Regions from separate parts of the Gossypium hirsutum genome. Here region 2 is linked to region 1. The links are chromatin contacts, called in public Hi-C maps. All regions are on one chromosome and are shown on one strand. The core of a region is the stretch at or near the end of the contact, and the rest is flanking DNA. Distances in the headings are between cores, read along the strand shown. Region 1 holds the start of LOC107901823. Region 2 holds the start of LOC107936083 (F-box/LRR-repeat protein At3g48880).

Region 1 (2,850 bases), core at 251-2,750:
ACCAATGCCAACATGGCTGCTACACCTGAACCAAGAGAATGTCCTGCAAACGTCAAAGTATAATTCGGATGCTTCTCCACCAATTCCTTCAAGATATCACACTCCGCCTCCAAAACCCATCCAGCAGCTTTCAAAAGTCCATTATGAACATATCCACCATCAACTTTCTTTTTCCCCAGTTTATTATCCAAAAGCACTTGGTAGTCAGACTCCTTTGCCAAATTAAGACCTCTAATGGCAAGGACTATATCGGCATGATCATGATCAAGATATAATATATACGGAGGAGCATGTCCTTGAGTGTTTTCATAAGTTTTTCTGAGAATCAACCAATCTGGGTTGATCCCATAGCCACCAGGTGGTTCAAAAAGGGGGTGCCGAAGATCTTCTTCATAGACTGCTAGAATATAGCGGCATAGTCGTGGGACAGGCTCGAACTCTTCAGCAGTCGCAAGGCCCCATGTTTCACTGTCATGACCAGCCGTATGGAGGCATCTTTTCCATGCCCACCGTGCACATGCCAGACAGTAAACACATTCAAGGAGTGGGACACCACATATGATTGACATCGAGTTGCCTACCCTCTAGCTATCACAATGTAGATCATCACACGTAAATGCTCAGAAACTAGAGAAATAGCCTACTGATGTAGGTAATGACAGACAGGAACTTTCTTAATGCCTTGAGAATTGGATGAGATGCCAAAATCCAAATCTATTCAACACTGATTGTAGAACTTGGAATTTAAACACTGCAATCTGATGAGAAGAAAATATAACTTGTAGATGCTTTATCATATAAATTTCAACTACAAACAAAGTAGAATATAATGAATAGGAGTTTAGAACATGATTTCAGCATCCATCTAGGATGCAGTCTTAACAGAATACCAAAACAAATATAAGAATTGATTCATCAACAAATTGGAATTGATGATAACTGCAAAAAGATCTAAGTATATGCTTCAACATCATGTGAAGGGTCAAACACAGGCACTCACCAGAGACAGAAGATGATTACTCCAATCGGCTACAAAATCGATAAGTTTTACCAGGAAACAGAATCTGGGTCTTTCTATCATCAGGTTTCAATGAATGATGAGTGATCAACAATTTCATCACTGAAATAGTCAAAGAAAAAGCATTTTTACAGCTACAAGAGAAAATAAACAAGACCCAAGCTATCAGATTTCAGTCTGATCAAGAACCAAAAAACATAGGAGTAAAAAAAAACAAATTCTAGAATCCTCAAATTATGCAAATCTTCATTGAAAAGGAAATGATTAGAGATAAGGAATTTTAATTGATGAAGGGGATGTTGCGAGAGTGGGTTAATGATGAATTGATAAATGAGTATATTTTAAATTGATAGGGAGACCAAATATAAAGGCTGCCTGTAAGTCAAAGTCCAATTGGCAGATGGGTGGAGAAGGAAAGGTAGAGATGTAAGACTTTGATGCAATGCGGGCAGTGAATGTGAGGGAGAAGGCTCATCATTTTGTCTGTACTTTAAATGGCAGTGAGTTAAAAAGTAAATAAGTTGAGAGTTGCAGTGGCTTTTTGGTCTTCTCGGGTGAAATAAATCATTTTTGTCCGACACAGTGCCTCATCATCAATCTATTCTATCCTTTATCAATTTATAGGCTTTTGTAATTTTTTTACCCCTAATTTTTTAAAAAGAAATTTATTTTAACTTCTTATTTAATTTTATATTTTTAATTTGTATTTTCTATGAAATCACTCCAAATTAATTAATTTTATTGCTGTGGCACACGCAAAAATTATATGCCAACATTTAACTAATTTTTAAAATTTTATAAAATATTAAAAATACTATTTATACTTTTTAGTAAATTTAATAATTTTTAATATTTGAAAATAGTTTTTATATTTTTTTCTGAATTTGTAAAATATTAAAAAATTAATTAAATATCTACGTATCATCCACATGGCAACTCATATGTATACCATGTTAACAAAATTAAAAACGTGAATTTTTCCATTCATTTTGGGTGATTGGATAAAAACACAAATTTAAAGATGAAATTTAAATGAAATGTTAAAATGATTTTTTATAAAATCAGAAGGTCAAATAAGTTATTATAATGCCTTATTTATATTTTTTAAGCTTCAGTATCATTTAGACTTGTCCATGAGCCGAACCACTCGTTTCAGCTCGAAGGCCCGCCTGAAAAGTGGAAATGTTTGGATAAAAATAGAGGCCTAAAATGGGCTTGGATAAAAAAAATAGGCCAATTTAGAAAATGGGTCAGGTCTTGGGTAAGGTTTTTTGGCCCGGGCTCGGCTCGACTCAAATTTGCAAAAAAAAAAATATAACATTGTTGTTTTGCTGTTGTTTTCCCATTGTTTTGTTGTTATTTCACTATTATATTACTACTATTTTATTATTATTTGGATATTGTAAAAAAAATACGGGTGGGCCGAAATTTTAGCATTTTTATCCGAGTCGAGTTTGAGCAAAAATTTAGGTCTATTTTTTAAGTCAAGTCAACCCGAGCCTATCAATTGGGTTTAAAATTTTATTAAGACTTGACTCAACCCATCAAAAATTTTAGTATCATCCATTTTAATCAAAGGAAGCTGAAACATCAAAATCCTTTTCCATAAGTAATGTTCAAAACATTGATGAATGCAAAATTTAAATTTAAAAAAAAAATTAATTATTGTTGATGTGATAGTTCAAGATTTGGGATGAACTCGAATGTTGTTTTATTAATACAAGATAAAAGTAAGTTAAAAGGGATCAAAATTTATATTTTGAAATGTTTTCTATTGTTTATATCAATCGATTTTGTGATAAAGAAAGTAAAGGATTTAAGATTATTGAAGC
Region 2 (2,700 bases), core at 87-2,586, 510 kb before region 1:
ATTTCTTTTTTAAATAAATCGGTCATTTTTTCTGTCAACTGAATATTTAAATTGAGAAAATACAACAAATTAGTAGGGGTGTTCATAATCGAGTACTCGCAATTTCGGGTCCTCAAAGATTCGGATACCTAAATTTTTGAGTATTAAAAATGTTGGCCCGTGACCCGACTCTTGAATATCTTCAGGTACCCAGAATTTTGGGTACCTGTAATAATTGAGTACCCGTATTTTCGAGTCACAAAGTACCCTGATTAAATTTGTGAAAATTGTTTTACAAATCATACAATTTATAGTGATTCAAAATGACAAACTAAAGTGGATAATAGCATAATTCAAACATAAAGTTTAGAAATCCAAACATAAAGTTTCTAAATCAAATTACATAATCCAAAGATAATACTTAAAAAAAAATACAATTAAAGATAAAACATATAGTTGTGAACTCATCATCAATCATCATGGCATGGTGTGTATCTGAAACCATTTTAACAAATACTATTTGCTGAAAATTTGAACTTTTATCATAAACCAATCTGGAAAAAATAAGCTAAAAATTAGATAATTCAACTATCATAACTCAATTACTTATTCTCACAAAGCTGGTGGAAAAAGTGGACTAAATAAGAACTAAGAGAACAATTAAGATGGTCAAAACAATTAATTAAGAAATGAGTTTTTCCTCAGGGACAATATCGTCAAAACAATTTAAATTACAGTCAACAAATAACATCAGAAAAAAAGAACATGATTTATGAACAGAAACAATCCATAGGACATAGGCAAGAACAAAGTGCATTCAGAAAAAAGAAGTACAAAGTAGTCTTATATGATTAAACAGACTGCAAAATACAATCGATGAAAGTCTGATTGTCTAATACTAGACAAAGTTAATAGCAGATAATTCATCTCCTCATTTCTATAGGGTCACAACATGAGGTATAAAATGGAAACAATCAAAGCAATAATTTAGAATCTTTAAACATAATAACAGTAAATATCAAGCTCTAGCATTTACGGTTGTTACAAAATATCCATAATTTTTAATTTTCTATCACCCAAAAGATTTGCAAAGCACCATAGTGAAATAGAAAACAAAAGCTAAAACTGACTGACTAGTATACCAAAGAAAAAACAAACAAAAAAACAAAACAAAATAGAGAAGTTTGAGAAGAGACAAAGAGAGAGACGGGTAGACTGAAATATTGAATAATAGTACTTACCTGGGCTTTGAGATGACGGCGACCGGCGATGGTGAGAATGGCCAGACGGCGGGTGCCGGGTGGTCACAGATGGTCAGTCGATTGGTGGGAGTGGGGTTGACAGAGATGATTTGCATGGGAGAATTGAACGAGTGGGATAGTGATTTATTAATTAGGGTAAAAATCAGTTTGAGTTTTAACTAAAAAATGTAAATAATTTTAAAATAAAAATACAATTACACACGGGTAACTGGGTCGAGTACTCGTGGAAGTCAGAAATAGCGGCCCACGCCTGACCCGTCAACTCGTAAAAAAAGCGGGTCGGATACCCGGCCAAATTTTTTTTTTAAAGTTAATAAAACACCCGTTTTATTTTTTACTAGGTTAACGGGTTAGATATTTTTGAACACCCCTACCAGTTAGCCTTTAGATTATTAACTTTAATGGATGATCGTTAAAGTTAACTATTTGACTTTTTCTTTATTATTTGGTTAACTTAACTGTTTGACTTTTTTTATTTTATTAATAACTTTTAGGATTTTTATTTTTTTTATTTTTCCTTTATTGTTCTCTTTAATGGTTGTGATAAGTAGCGAAAATTAATAAAACTTAATAAAAAATAAAAAATAATACTATAAAATTTTAAAAAAATATAAAAATTATAAAAATATAAAAAAATATTTAAATTTTCTAAAATATAGATTTATACAAATTTTCATCAAATTGAAATTTTATTAATTCATGACATCACTTCAATCGATGATTTGAATATAATATAAATAGATAATAATTTGTAATGCTAACAATATTTATATAATTTTATATTTGAAAAAGGTATAAAATCTTTGCATACCAATTTTTAAAAATAATTAGAAATAATTAAGTCTTTTTTTATACTTTTTGAAAGTGAGAAAAAAAGTAATTAAAAATTCTCTAAAAAGAGTAATTAAGTCCTTATACTTTTTGGAAGTAAACAAAAAAAAAGTAATTAAAAATAGCCATAAATATTGAATAGATCCAACTTAAAAGCTTGAATCCTTGTTCAATAAATATTTAAAAATAAAAATATAATTGGAAAGAGTATTATGGCGAATTTATGGCATTTGTGAGAGGAATTCAGATTTTAGATCTAGGGGGAAAAGATTTTGTTCAAATTCTTTCATAAAATGGATATGGATCAGGTGATTAATGGGGCACCTTGGACTTTTAACAATCATCTTTTGGTGTTCCATAGGTTGGAGGTAGGGAAAGATCCGGTAAAGGTCTAGCTAGTGTTCTCCACATTTTGGGTGCAAGTGCATGAGTTACCTCTGGGATTGTTCTCAAAGTCTATCGCAAAACAACTTGGGGATTTTGTTCGAAAATTTTTGGAATATGATTCTAAAAGTTTAAGGAGGGGTTTGAGAAGTTTCTAGCGTATACGGGTCCAGTTGGATGTCAGGAGCCCTTTGAAGCGAAAGAAGAAGATTATGTTTACTTTTGAAAATTGTACTTATGTCAC

The links. Hi-C and Micro-C count contacts between places; a contact is called where the count stands out from the background.
Region 2: a contact with region 1 is called in a Hi-C map of leaf, with 2.7 times the contacts expected there. The contact joins the promoter of LOC107936083 here to the promoter of LOC107901823 in region 1. A contact is called at or near these places in 7 of 34 Hi-C or Micro-C datasets (callus, hypocotyl, leaf and 1 more).

Annotation. Positions count from the first base shown.
Region 1 is chrA09:23,719,719-23,722,568 of Gossypium_hirsutum_v2.1, reverse strand. It overlaps LOC107901823, which reads right to left and starts at 1,500. Exons shown (of 6, transcript XM_016827989.2): 1 at 1,001-1,500; 2 at 1-758. The coding sequence starts at 569.
Region 2 is chrA09:24,234,560-24,237,259 of Gossypium_hirsutum_v2.1, reverse strand. It overlaps LOC107936083 (F-box/LRR-repeat protein At3g48880), which reads right to left and starts at 1,336. Exons shown (of 4, transcript XM_016868734.2): 1 at 1,221-1,336.